Linked DNA regions of Anas platyrhynchos: region 2 is linked to region 1. A link is a contact called in public Hi-C data. All regions are on one chromosome and are shown on one strand. The core of a region is the stretch at or near the end of the contact, and the rest is flanking DNA. Distances in the headings are between cores, read along the strand shown.

Region 1 (6,988 bases), core at 3,173-5,672:
TGTTCTTATGGCTCTTCCTGTAAGATTGTTAAATGACAGATTTTTATCAAATGGGGGGAAAAAAATGTTTATCAGCTTGTCATTGGAGTTGCCAAATCCATGGCCAGATCCCTTCTTTTCATCAGAAAGACGAAGTATATGATTTCATAGTCTGTCTTGCAGATTTGAGTGACTAAAAAGAAGAATACCTAAATCATTTCCATAGGATAAAAGTTGTCAATATCTCAGGGATGAAATTCAAAGTGGTAGCATGTATATTTTCGGAAGTTCAGTTTTAACTTTGGGCACAGGCTCATTTATAATCCTCATTGGACAATGCATTTGTTCTCTTCGACAGTTGAATAAGGGGAAAAGACATGTTGAAAAATGTGTTCCTGTCCTCTTTCTGTGTGCTTTTCTCTACATCTGTGCTTAGCAGAATCCCTCAGGGTATCCTGGATTGTATTTACCAGGAAGAAAAGAATACCTGACTAGACTAGCATTACTCCTCATGATTAGTGTGTCATCAATTAACTTATATGACTCAAAAGTGAAGCTTGCCAGTCATTTTAAAGCTTTGGATAATGAAACTCAGGAAGTTTGTTCCTACGGCAAGTTTCTTCAAACTTTGTTTAAAATGGTATAAAATAACTTCCTTTAATTGTGGAAATATACTGTTGGCAAAAGGCAAGGGCAAACTATAACTCTTTAAACATTAGAAAACATCAGTCCATCATGTCTGACAGGTTAGAACTGGTTTCTCAACACATCCAATAGTAGACAAATAGCAACAGTATAATAATTAAAGCTTAATCCATGTAGTCATAAGCTATTATAAGTAATTGCGACTATTGCAGCTTATGAGTTTTGCTTTTCTTATCTTTCAGAGTGGGTTTTTTCCTCCTTGAAAAAGGGGAAATGCCTCAGTGCTTTCGAAGGCCTGGTAGGACAGCTTGACAGTTATGTAAGCAGCTGTCTGCAGAAATTCATTAAATGTCTGATTGTGCATGGCCATGTCTGACCCTTGGTGTTCATGCTGAGCTTTGCCTCCTCCCCCCTCCCCCCACCCCCAAACTACCTTCTTGTCTCTGGTTGATATTGTGGATATTCATTTACAGGGATGCAGACTTCTCTGGTCCTCCTCACAGTGACGTATGCCATGATCCCTTTAACTTAATAGTCAGGAATTCACATTTTCATGTGAAATGCAAAAGGAATTCAGTCTCTAAATGGTGTGTGACTTTGCAGAAGAATGAATGTAGTGCTGTACCTGTGTTTGCTACTATTCTGTTCAATTGTCTGAGGCTCTTTTATTTTCTTAGATGATGTAAGAGATCCAAAAAGACGGGAATTTTTAACCTTCAACTGTATCAGCTTTTATTTGTGAAATTATTTATTTGTGAAATTTATTTGGTGTTTGCCAGCCTGTTATGCACCCCATTGTGACAGCAAGGGAACAAGCATTTCTAACATCAAAATCAGGCATAGATTTTTTTGTATATCAAGGAGTGCTCAACAGCTCATATATTTGGCATTTGTGACCTTACATCCTGTGCTCATTGTGTCCTGTGTTATATCACTTTATCTATCTACCACATTCAGATTTTTAATTTTTCAACATCCTAGTCCTATTAAGTTTTATTTGTTAATTGGATTTCGCTGGGAAATCCAATTAACAAATAAACCTTTGAAACAGATCTCACAACTCATGTATATCTAAGTGTTACCTGTATGTTGATTTACATGGTTTATAGGCAAAAGAATCTGAAGATCAATGCGGAACACTTCCTGGCTTCTGTTATGACTGTGAACTGTTTGCTTATGGTGTTGTTTTTTCCCCACTTGTTGATGCTGAGAGGTGGCAGTGCAAAATTATGCCAAGGCTGAAGCCATGAGACTTAGCAGGACAAACCTAAGGAGTTAGCCAATGACCTGAAAATGTTAGAGCTGCTAAGTAAAGAAAATATTTTTTCAACAAGGTATCGTGGAACTCAAAGGGGTACCAAAGTTCTAGCAAGTTCTGTCAAAGATGGATCATCACTTACCATATTGTTCTAAGGTTTCAGGAAGCTGTCAGGCTGTGCTTTCTGCTGCTTCTGCCCTAGTATGTACACCGATATGTTGTTACTACAACTGAATATTATAATACCTTGCATTTTATTAGACAGTAATTCTTGTATTGACCACCCTGTGCTTCCCACAGAATGCCAAACTCAATCAGCTGAGTTGGTAATTAAGCCAAAGGAGGAACAAACAGCTTTTGAGCAGCTCTCTTCTGAACATGTAGACAGACCCCGATTTAGGTAATTGTTTAAGCAACCACTTTGAGTACTTTCAGAGTCCTAATAGCTTCAATGGAGGTAACATTTTGTTTAACACATAGCATGTGGCTGCATGTGTTGCTGAATCCGATCCAGCTGAGTCCCTGTAAAAGATCAGGGATTAGAACTGAGATTCTCTGATTCTCTTGTTTGGACTGTGTCTGCCAACTATGAGCCAGGTTGAGTAATCATAGCATTGCCAGCCTCGAAGAGCTCATAAATTGTGAGTTAGGCCATGCTGAATCACAAGACTTAAAGAAGTATTGGCATCTCTTTTTAACCTTTTGTATTCTTGAAAGCTATGATATACATAGTTTCAAGCCCTTTTGTAAAGCTACAAATATATTTAAAGAATTGGAGGTGTTCACATAAATTCTTGAATTACAGTGTTTAAGTAACACAACAAATGCCAAGAGACATTTACGATAAAGTGGCAGTGGCTGATAGCATTTTGTCTGAGGTATATAGTCTGAAACTATTATAGGAAAAAATGTGGGAAAGATGTTTGCCCTATTATTGTTGCAACCATTTTTTTCTTTATACGTGTGCTCTACAAAGGGAAATGTACTCTGGCTCCTGGGTTTCTTTTAAACTGACTTAACCAATTCATTTGTTTTGTGATAGCCATCCACACCCATAGATACATGTTGTCCAGAGATGACCTACAGTTTGAGAAGTTAAAGAAATACTGACAGTAATTTCACCCAAGAAGGCAGACATACAAGCAGCTAATGTACTGGTTAAGGAACTGCCACAACCACCGTGAAAAATTGGCATTGGTAGAGTATGAGCTTGGCATTGTTACTTGTATAGTTTCAATAGGCAGCTAATGCAACTTGGAAATTATTGTATTCAGAGAGTGAGGATTGTCATAGAAGTGTTACTACTCTTATTATATATCTATATCTGTCATTTCAGAAACAATCTCCTCAGTTCTCAGTAGATATTTCAGGTTTTTCTTGAATATTCTCTTAACCTGTGTATCACCTTTCTTGCTTGTGCACACATACAGCCTATGCTGTTGTCATCCAGAGGCAGAGAACCGGAGTGCTCACTGGTTTTTGAGAGAAAGCCTAGTTCTGGCAGAAAGGGAGAAAGGAGGGTTCTAGCTTCTTGGAGTATTCTTATCTGTGCACAAAAAAAAAAAAAAAGACTCAAGGATAGTGAAGAAACTGAGGTATAGGAGCAAATAATGAAAAAAAAATAAAAGAAATCTGTATTATTTTAATGAGTTAAAACAATTTTTACTAGGACTTTGTCTGCTTTGAATGGTACATAATCTTTATGTGAATTTTAAATCCAGAGTATTTGTGAGCTTCACCTATGAGAAATATGTCTAAATCACTAGAGAACTGACAGTGGTTTCTTTACTGCCTGGGATATTTGGGTAAAAGGGTTGCACTTTTGCAATGGAGCAGAAGTCAAGGAAAAAGCCAGCACCAACACTCATTGAGCTAGGGGAAGCAAGAGAGCATCTGAGCCCAGCGCAGAGCAGACACATCCTTCTGTATGTCCAGAGAGGAAACTTCACCCTGATTGCGTGTGTATGTATAAATGTGTGTGCATATTCATGTGCAAACTCATTAATTCAAGTGAGCACTTCCCTTTTTCTACACCATTTATTCCTCCCTGCTTTTAAGCTGATTTGTGTTCCTTAATTGCTCTTGTACTTTTGGCAGCTGAGGTATCTTTTGTGCAGGGAAACCTGACTCCCTTTTCTATCTAATCTAGGCCTTGTTTTGCAGTTTGCTAATATTGTGAACAGATTTTCTGCAGCCACCCCTTTCCCTCCTCCTCCCCCCAGCATTTTATATCTCCGACGCTTTCTGCCAATACCCATTTTCTTTAATCTAAGAAAATTAATATACACGTCCAATGTGGTTATCCTTTCTTTCTACTCAGCTGCCAATACAAGCAATGTAAGACGTGGGTTTTATACTGCTGCCTTAAGTTGTAATGCATTTATTGACAATTTCTGTTTAACGTTTACGCCACTGCATGCATTCTCACAACAGGCATGCTGAGGTCATCTTATCTTACTGGGAAGCACAACGTGCATATCCCAAAGCAAAAGCTTCAGGGAGTTTACTCCGAAGGCCCACCGAGCGGGCAGCGCCTTTCCCGCCCAAAAGCTGAGGTTTGCTCTGCATTCCAGTGCTGTGCCGGGGGTTTGTCATCCGAGCGCAGACACATGTTCAGTCTAGCAGCTCCTCTTTCAGCCAGTGTTTGAGCAGCGGTTAAAAGAAGATGCACTCATGTGGAAAATCCTGGCAGCAGGCACTGCAGATTGTATTACAGCAGCTGTCCTCAATGGGGAAGCCGTGATGTTTACAGTGTGTGTTTTTCCATGGAATTTTGTTTGTCTGCTGTATATACACAACACAGGCTATTCTTCTCTGGGTGATGCGTTTTTAGGTATTTTATATACAAAGCATTTTCTTTGGCAATATTTATATATAAGATGTGAATGCAGATGTAAAGCAGACTCTGGTTTGAAAACATTCACAATTAAAAAGTCTGCTCTGTAGTAATCCAGATTAATCAGCATCTTTGAAACAAACAAAAAGGGGGGTGGGGGAAGCCTTACAGATGTAAAACGCTTCAGCATAAATGTTGAAAAACCTGAGGATGAATGAGAGAGGTGCTTTTTAAGAAGAACCTATTTATAAGCACGTAAATTAGAAAATTATTTTTCATAGATGTTATTTCTTTTTCTTTTGTGTGAGCTTAGAGCCTTGAGGTGGTAATGTAATCTCAATTGCAAATGGCTCAACTGTTGGTAACAACTTTGGATGTCTTGATATAGGTCAAAAAACCCCTGTGTTATTCTTTCCAACATATCAACGTAATGTGGTATCACTTGTTCATAGCTATTTTTAGGGGAATCATCATTTTAGCACCTAGGCCATAATTGGCATAAGTATGCAATGATGATGTCACTCCTTCAGCTGTATTTCTGTTTATTTTGGGGGGAGGAATCTTTTCCTTGTTTTATTTTTTGCTTACTGACATCATGCCAATGAAATTCAATGGGCCTTGCATTGTTTTCCGAAGCCCTAATTCAGCAAAATGCTTCAATGTATTTTATTCCAAGTGGATGTTAGGAAGCCTTTGGCTTGGGTAGGATTTAAGCACTAGATTAAGTGCCTTTTGGAGAATCAAGTGATTTGCAGCTTGTGGATATGCCGTTTTCTGTTGTTGTGGTAGTGTGGTGGTTTCCCCCCCCCCCCCCCATACTCATGCCTATAACAAATTGGATGTGAATTAAGTCAAAAGCTAATTCCACATCTATGTGACATCCCTGGATCCTTCCAAGATCTGCCTGTCCTAACGTCATCATTGTGTAATGCACAGAGGTGTGAGAAAACAGAAACGCCAGGCAAGCAGCCCCTAATCCTTTTCAGTCCTTTTCAATACTTTGTGAACAGGGAAGAGTGTAGCATAGTGCATGTACAAAATTGAATGGACATCTAGAACCCTGCATATTCCAGCTGAACATACTTTTCTGATCTCAAGAGATGGCCGTCTAATGGATGGGTCACCTGGTGTTTTCCTGTTGTGATAGGACGTAGATGGAGAGTTGAAGTAGTTTAGCTACTCTTTGGAAATAGCATGTCCTGGAACCCATACAGAATAAGGTTTTAAGTAGTATTTGCATGTGCGTGTGCAGTATTTAGATATGGGGTTGTCTTTGATTCCCAGGAGTAGTATTTTTTTTATAGCCTCCAGAGATGTGAAAAATCATATCCTGAACCTTGCAGTCTGGCATAATTAATGAACATATGGAAAAAAAAATATGTTTGAAATAGTGTCCTTTGGCTTTTTAGAAGAAGTCAGTGCTCAGTTCTGGGACTTCTGTTCACATGCTGAGGCATGGCATAGGAACCATCCCAGCATTACACAGTGAGATGGTCTCTATCTGTAACACCAGGAGCCGGAGATTCTGGCCTTTCCTAGCTTCTGTCTTTCTGTGTTGGGGGAAAAAAGTTCCAGCTTTTAATTGCACTGGATATTCAATTGGAAGACTGCAAGTGTCTCGACGTCAAACCTTTTTTCATGTCCAAACTACTATCAAAGACGCATATGGCAGCAGGAGGGTCTTATTCCAGCGTGGCTGCAACAAAGTCCAAACCTGTATGACAAGTGGAAGGTGAGCAGGGCTGCAGTTCAGTCTTCCTTAAGCATCAAAAATATCTTTGTTTTACTAGTACCTCACACAGTCAAGCCGTCATAGCTGGTTTCAGCCAAGTCTTCCTTCTCTTTGATCTCTGTGCTGCCTGCTATTATAAGATACTGAATTATCACCTCCTCCCTCGGGCTGTCTCAGGAGTTTACAGATGCAAACTTTCAAATCAAACAGTTTATGTTCAGCTGGTTTCCCCTTACTCCCTACTGTTGCAAACCAGCCAAAGCAAAGTTCACAAAAGGGAAAAACAGTAGTGCAAAACACTTCATAAATTATCACCCGTTTCTTTTTCAAACCTTTCCCGAAGTATAGCTATGTTGTTTACTCTTTTATATGGAGCTCTGATGAAAGCAAAGCCGCTTTGTGACTTGCATTTCAGGTAGGGCATTTTCATGTTGGCACTGCTAACAGTGCCGGTTGTTTTTGAAGAATTCATGATAATTAATTGGTACGGTATTACTTTCTGTTTACATTTTTGTTTGTGTGCATATGGAGCTCTACC
Region 2 (7,724 bases), core at 2,499-4,998, 240 kb after region 1:
TTTTTGTAGCTGCAATGAGCTGCAAGCTCGCTCCTTCTAGACCCTTGATATCTTGCATCCTTTCCAAAAAATACCCCCATCGTGAAATCCAAAGTGGGATTTGGGATTTCTCACTCAAGGGTAAGTGGGCTGGCCGTAACAACGGGCAGCCTCCCTCCGCTTCTGCCTATGCATTCTCATGATAAAGGGCACTTTAAAGCCCCTCTGACAATGAATGAGTCCTAGTTAAATATTTCAAGAACTTCTTTACATGGTTTCCTCTGATGCATGTACTGTTGAGACATCTGTCTTCAGTACTAATAAAGTAGTCTAGATTTAAAATGAACTTCATTGGATTGCTTTGAAACTATAGGCACATATGGTTCATAATTAGCTGGATATCTCTTATAGTTAAATGATTTTTTCCCCCCTCTCTCTCTCTCTCTGTCGCCCATTCGCATCAATAATAGAAGCAAACAAAGTTCCAATTGTTCCCTGTTGCGGGACATTATGTGCCTGAATAAATGGATGTTGGCTGTGTCTACATGGATTTGCCATATGGCTACAAAGGCCGAAAGAATAGGGGCAGTGTGCTTTGTGCCGGGGCGAGGCGGGCTGGGTGGAGCAGGGTGCGGGGCAGCCGCACACCTTCCTGCCCCGCATCCCATGGGGCTGGGCTCAGGCACCAGAGCTCCTCGCCTGGCCCGACGGCCCCCTGCCCATTCTGCTGGGATGCTCCGGGGACACCTCGGCACGGCTCCTGCGGCCGAGGTATTTGGGAGCTCAGAGCGGGGATTTTTTCATTGCAGAAAGTCCTATTATGAGTGGGGGGCTGGGACAATGGAGGTCCCAAAGGCACCTGCTTTCATGAAAGCGAGAGAAAAGCCCATAAATCCTGGAGGATCCAGCTGCCTCACTCCGGGTATTGTTGGCTTTCAGAAGGAAAGGGAAAAGCTATTTTTCTTTTCAAAGAGGGGGGAAAATCGTATTGAGGCAGCGGCCACTGATGCGGGCGCGTAAAATAATCCCGTTCTGATTAAGCGATCACGGAGCTGGAGGTAATCAATGTTACTTTTACAGCCGGGAGCGTTTCGTGGCCGTGACGGGGGGGCAAAGGCGAGCTCTGCGGGGGCCAGGGAGCACTGATGCGGGTTAAACCCTCGCCCTTCTTCTCCTGGCTGCCCCCCCTCTCATCCCCCCCAGCTCCGTGAAATAGCATCATTGCGCAGCTCCTAGGGCTTAAAAGGGATAAATCCAGCCAGCCGCTGCCCTCCTTTGCTCTCCAGCACCACCTGCGGCCAGGATCGGGCCCCCTGCGGGTGGTTGCCCCCCCCACCCCCCAGCATGGGGCTCAGGGCGCGTGCCCAGGGTGCCCCCCATGAGCTGCACAGGAGTGCGTAGCTGTGCCAGCACCAGGTGCTGTGCTCATGTGTTTTGCCTGGTGGCTGTTCTGCTCCCCACTTACACATATAGCTGGAATCACAGGATTTTCCTCAAAATTAATGCTGGGCTTAGACCAGAGGAATGGGGAAGCTTTTTCCTACAGTAGCCTGGGGTGGGGACATGCAGATTGCAAGGGTTGCCCGGTACAGAGCCTGCTGAGGGGCTGTGCCCACCCCATTCCCCCCCCCCCCCCTTAGTGTGGGGCAGTCCCACACCCTGGAGGGGTCTTGGGGCCAGCTTTGGCAAGAGGAGAAGGGAAAAACAAGTGTAGAAAGGCTGAATTTGGGGCTTCTATGGGTGCATGTTCCCTACCTCACTTTGTTAACTCCAGCAGCGCTAACACATGTGTGTTCACAAGCCACCAACTCCTTTCCTTCAGCAACTGGGGGCAGCTTTGAGCACAGGGGGTGTGGATGCAGCCACAATGCATGGAGCAACACGGGCTTGGGCCCCACTGATCACAGCCACCCCCCCGGGACATCTGCACAGCACACACCAAGCAGCATTGCAAGGGTTTCCTGGATTTTTTTTATTATTACTATTTGAAGTTGTGGCATTATTTGCAATGACAGTGGTACAAACCAGCTCAGGAACCATTGAAACAGTTTTGTATTCAAGTAAAGTCTAAAAAATGTTTTGATTTCATAACTACATCTTGTGAATGCAAAAAAAAAAAAATCCCACTATAAAAATAAATTTACATTTTGTAAATAACAAAAGCAAATATAGTGCCCTTTGGCTTAACCAAAAGAAAAAAAAAAAAAACGACTATTGGATGTCAACCAGTTATCAACATTTCTGACATAAATAGAAAATATAAGTTAGTATAACTCTTAAAAAACGTTTTTGTACAAATATACACTTGCTTTTTTCTTTTTTTTTTCCTCCACCTTTTCTTTTTTTTTTTCCTTGCACTGAGAGCTCAGAGATTAAACATTTCATATAAGTGACTTTTAAAGCTTTACACTTTCGACCAGTGTACTCACATTAGGCATAATACATTTCTATATAGAACGTAATACATTGCACAGTTGTACGGTAACACTGCTCCGTGCGCGGCCGGGCGCTGCGCCTGCGGCTCCGGCTCCGCTCCGGTTTCGCTCCGGCTCCGCTCCGGGGCCCGGGCCGGGCGGGGGGGCCCCAGTTGGCCGTGCCTGGGGGGCGCCTCGCCCCCGGGGCTGCGCGCCTGTCCCGTGGGTGCCGTAGTGCAAAAATCTATGGGGGGGACGGGGAAAAAAAAAATTATGATGGGGTAAGAAAATTAATAGGAAGCCCCCTCCCGAGCATCATCCTCCCCCCACGGGTGCTCCTCACCTGGCTCACCGGAGCCGCTTGCGGGGGGTCTGCTCAGCCGGCACGGCGGCGGGGGGGGACGCGCAGCCGGGGGGGTGCTCGGCCGCTGCCTTGGGCTGCGCCGGCCGTTTCCTCCTGGCGAAGAAATCTGGAGGGGGGGGACGTCGAGAGAGGGGGCGTCAGCGAGGCGGAGGGGGTACACCGGGGGGAAAAAAAAAAAGGTGGGGGAACCCGACTCCCCGCTCCCCCCGTCGGGGCACGCACCTGTGATGCGGGTGGCGGGGCTGCTCCGTCTGACGGCGCGGCGGCGGGGAGCGGGGGGCGCAGCACGGTTCTCCCGGCTCAGCCGCCCCCCCGACGCCCCCGAAGCCCCCTTGCCGGCGGCGGGGGGCGACGGTGCCGGGGGAGCCCGGCGCAGGGGGACCCGACGGCGCCCCACCTGCAGGGTCTCCCGGTAGAAAGCGGGCACGGCGCTGCCTTCCACCTCCTCCCACCGCAAGCGGCCGGGCGCGGGGGGCAGCGGGGTGTCGGTGTGGAAGTTGTAGTCCCAGCGGCGCTGGTCGGCCTCGCCCATCTCCCGCAGGCGGCTCCGCAGCTCCCGGCCCAGCTCCTCGTGGTCCACCGGCCCGAAGAGGCTCCTGCAGACGGCGCTGCGGTCGTGGCCGGCCAGCAGCGCCCGTCGGGCCGCCAGGCGCTCCAGGGCCGGGGGGCCGGAGAGATGCACGTCGGCCATGGGTGCGTGGAGGGGGGGGTGCGTGGCTGGCTGGCTGCGTGGGGGCCCCCCGCCGCTCCTCCTCGCCGCCCGTCCCGTCGCGTCGCGTCCCGCAGCCCTGTCTCCCCGCCTCTGAGCCCCTTCCCCCGGCCGCCTCGCTTTTAAACCCCGCTCCCCTCGAGGCCGAGCAAAACACCCATTAGCAGCACGGCGTTGCCCTGCCAGCAGCCCGCCGCGATTGGCGGCGGCCCCCCCGCCGCCCCCCCGGCCCCCGACGGCAGCCCTCCTGCCCGCGCCCTCCATTGGCTGCGCCGGGCAGCGCCGCTCCGCCGCCGGCCGCATTGGCCCGGCCCGGCCCGGCCCCGCCGCATCGGCCCGGGGGGGGCGGCCCCGGCGCTGGCCCGGCCCCGGGGGGGCGGCCGCGGAGCTCCCCGCCCGCCGCCGCCGCCTTTGTCTGCCGCCGGCCGCGGCTCCGCCGCCGCCTCCCCGGCGATTTTCGGGCTTGTTTTTATCCCCTCCCTCCTGCCTTGCCAGCCCGGAGGGGGGGGGTGTGTGTATGTCTGTGGCATCATCGTTATGTTTCAGCCTTTTTACTTTTTTAATTATTATTTTTTTTTCTTTTCCCCGAGGGGACGTTTTGCAGCATCCGTAGGGCGCGGGGGGGGGGGAAGGGGGGAGGACAGCGGGACCGCTGCCGGCTCGGGGTTTTTATTACGCTGCTGCAAAACAAAGCGGGATGCTTGCAGATCTCAAAACAAGCTGAGGGCTATTTTTAAAAATAGGACTGCTCGGCTGCATGGAAGTAATAAGTCGCAGCCTCGCTGAATAGAAATACATGAAAACCACAGCATTTTCCTCTCCTAACTTTTAAACCCACATAATACATGTTTGTTCACTGCAGATGAACTAATCTCGCTATTGTGTTGCCACGGATCAGCTGGCTTGCACTTCACATTTTCTGCAGGTCACTGCAGTCATTGCCTTTTGTTGTTTTGGGATGGGGGAGTGCAAAAGGAAGGGGGGGGCAGAGGGAGCATGATCGGACACGGTGCCAAGACTGGGCTTGGAGCACCATCATCGGAGGCTTGGTGCCGCGGTGAGCTTCTCTGCAAGCAAGGAGGGAAGATAAGTACCCAAGATGCCCTTTGCCCTTTGCTCCTCTGCACTGTTTTCCCCATGTCTGTGGCCATTGCCAACCACATCTTAAGCCCCACTCCCAAGGAGTGGCAGGGCCCAGTGGTGCCCCCTGTTTGGGACCCGTGGTGTCCCCAGTTTGGGACCCATGAGGCCAGGGAGGGGTCTTTCAGCACCCAGGCTTTGAAATGTCACAGCAAGCTTGGTCTCCCAACATCATTTCTGATGTCTGTGGGGGCAGGAGGGCTCTCAGGCAGAGCTCTGTAGGTCTATAGCTTTGCAGTGGTGAGAAGATTACACCACAAACATGTTCAGGGTGCAGGTCCTCTGGGCACGCTTTGGTTTGTGGGTCATGCCCCAGGTCACTCACTTCACAGCTCGGTAGCACAGGTGCTTTAGAACAGGTGAAGGCATTTATCCTTTTTAAGATAGCTGTTTGGGTGTGTCTCAACAGGTAGTCTTGGTTTCTTGTGTGAGGCAGACTGATGTGGAAGTACCACCACAGTGTCCTTCCTGAAGTGGCCCCCAGGAGGTCTCCTGGCCCAAGGGATGTCACCCAAGCAGCTCCCAAGAAGGCCCTTGTGGTGGCTCCGTGTCTGAATGGGTGGTAGGTGAGTGTGGATCAGCGAGGGTCAGGCCAGGGCAAGAAGAGAAGGCAAGGAACCATGCTACTGTGACAAGGGAGTGTGTTGGCCATGGCACCATGTCCAGCTGAGCCACCTCTCCCCACCCCAAGGGGCGGGCTGGGTTTAGAAATAAACTGCACAGAGCGGGAAACCTGATGAAAAAGTGCTCTCTATTCAAGTCGGAGCAAAATGGTGGTGGTCAGGTCCCTGCAGACAGGAGCTCTTTGTGAGGAGCCCTTGCTAACCTGCTGTGGTCCTCCTGGACGCCTTTCCTGTTTTCAGCTTCCTCGGTTTTATGCATTCCTGTGACAGAGGCTGAGCGAGCAAACTTCCCTGCTATTTGCAAGATGTGGGCGTGCGCTCTGAAAACCTTCGTCTCGGGCCTTCCAAAGCATTTTCGGAGGTTAGCCAATATTTACGTAGCGCTCGAGGGATGCGAGGAGCTCTGCTTTAGCAGGAAAGTGTTTGCAGGGGTTACCACGGGTGGGAGGCCACTTTGCCTTCCAGCTCACCTGGGAGGTAATGCAGGTCGAGTTCAAGGTTTTAGTGTCTGGTGGACTAAAATCTTCCTCATTCCTGGTGCTCTCCATCTCTTTGATGTGATTTTATTTATTTATTTGTGTGTGTGTGTGTGTGTCTGGTAATATGACATTGGTGGTGACAATGGGGGGGACTTTGTGCTTTCAGCTGCCATTTCTGGCAGTGTCTGAGCTTATCTTCTGCATGGAAGATGAGCATCTAGCTTGTGCAAGAAGGGAGCGCTGTCTGCACAGAGATGTGGTGTAAATTTAGTGAGTTTGTGAACTTTAAGGCCAGAGGGATATGGTATGAGCCACTAGATGAGCAGTTTGCCCAACATGAGCCACAAAGCCTTACCCAAGGGCCCATTCACTTCTTTGGAAATTCCCGCTCCAGTGTAGAGTGGAGGAGTCATCGTTATGCTTAGAACAATGCCCTGTAAGAATGAAGCATTTTTGCTCAAAAAGGCCGATTAGCTCTGCATACCCAGAACCATATCTGCTGATGTTGGAGAAAACAATGATTTGAGTATGTACTCCTGCTGGCTGCTCTGTTTAGGATGGTGAGGGAAGGAAAGCGAGCTCCTTTATGGCTTGTATATCATTGCAAGGATTGTGACTGCAGGAGGTTTACTGTGTTTGTTCCTGTTTGGAAGGAGTCCAGGGTGGCCGTCAGAGCCAGGGCCGAGGTTGCTGCCTTGGCAGATAGGGGAGGAAAGGTCCTCATGCTGCAAAGCGAGTGAGAAGCAAGTGAGCCCATTGAGTGATGTTAAGGTGTTAGTAAAGTAACAAATCAGAGACTTCCTGTAATGTCATTCTGGCAGGGCTGGTGATTGTAGAGCTGCAGTTTAACTTCTTCACAGTAGAGGGGTGGTGGAAGCAAACACATCCCCATGACACTCCTCCATCTGCTGGAGTCTCAGCATCTCCTGCATGAACGGTCCAGTTCTTGAAGTACTGCCAGACAAACAGACCCAGGTTCTGGGTTCAAGGCTTCTACTTTGGTCCCATCTCAGTTCCTTAAACAGAGCTTTGTCCTATACACCTAACAATGGTTAACTCAGAATTAATTTAGTGCAGTCTAAATGTACTCGCTTTACTTCAGGAGCTGTTGCATATGATAATGGTTCTAGCAGAGATGCAGAGCAGTAAACACTAGTACTTTATCACCCATGCAATTCTCTTTTACTGTGCATGTGATCACATGTGGTTTGCAGTTTTGCATTTATACCAGTGGCAATTTTGTGTGGTACTTTGGAGTCCTGCTTAAATAAGCCACAACTGAAGTTCAAGCCAGTGCAGGCTGTCAAGGCTTCTGCTCTGGGCTCTTTTACCATCTAAGCGACCTTTTGAATTATTAAAGCCCACATACATTCAGAACAGCAATAAAAAGTCAAGTTATTTGATTTGATAGCTAGGCAAAAACATGCTAGTTCAGGGGTTAAAACGTGGGTGGATAATTTGAACAAAACCCTGAAAAAATGCTGAAAAAATGGTTTTGTTCAGTTTAGATTGCTTCATGTTCCTTGATGAATTTTCAGAAAAGCGCTTTATTTTATTTAATTTTACTTAATTCCCCCCTTCCCTCTCCCCCACTTTTTATTTTTTTTTATTTCTTCTTGGCTCTGGGAAGAAGCTAGCCTTGCTGTACTGCTGCCCCTTTGCTTTTCATAGTGGATCCATGGTAATAGCACTCTCAGAATAGCTTTTTGGGTCTCTTCCAACTAGGGATATTTTATGCTTCTATAGGTTGTTTCTTATTCCTGTACTGGGGGAGGGCCTGTTACCCCAGTTTTATTTTCAATGTACTGTTTCTTAGGTGAATGCTACATCGATGCTGGCAGTTGTGCATGACTGCTGAAGGAGATCGCTCATGGCCTCAGCTCCTGCAGGAAGTACCTGATCCAAAAAAACAAGCCCAGGAAGAGCAGGAGGCACATCAGGAGTATCCTCAGATGGATCCCAGCCACATCTAAAGGAAACAAAACCTACATTAAAAAAAATAATAATAATAAAATT

Evidence for each region. Hi-C and Micro-C count contacts between places; a contact is called where the count stands out from the background.
Region 2: a contact with region 1 is called in a Hi-C map of subcutaneous adipose tissue, with 2.8 times the contacts expected there. The contact joins the promoter of CDKN1C here to the enhancer-like site in region 1. A contact is called at or near these places in 5 of 8 Hi-C or Micro-C datasets (F5 follicle, liver, skeletal muscle and 1 more).

The regions. Positions count from the first base shown.
Region 1 is chr5:28,691,424-28,698,411 of IASCAAS_PekinDuck_T2T, forward strand. The region is part of intron 13 of KCNQ1 (potassium voltage-gated channel subfamily Q member 1); the gene reads left to right. Among named protein-coding and RNA genes, the nearest start is that of TRPM5, 140 kb to the left of the region's middle. Within about 2 kb of position 4,423, at least 6 of the 8 cell types and tissues checked have an H3K27ac peak or open chromatin away from gene starts, as enhancers often do. A contact at or near this core is called in subcutaneous adipose tissue, where this site is marked.
Region 2 is chr5:28,936,841-28,944,564 of IASCAAS_PekinDuck_T2T, forward strand. It overlaps CDKN1C (cyclin dependent kinase inhibitor 1C), which reads right to left and starts at 3,749. Exons shown (of 3, transcript XM_038180273.2): 1 at 2,980-3,749; 2 at 2,737-2,863; 3 at 1,928-2,637. The coding sequence starts at 3,730. The coding sequence ends at 2,742. LOC106017168 (a long non-coding RNA gene) reads left to right here and starts at 3,880. Exons shown (of 5, transcript XR_005266234.2): 1 at 3,880-5,172; 2 at 5,470-5,590; 3 at 7,525-7,724.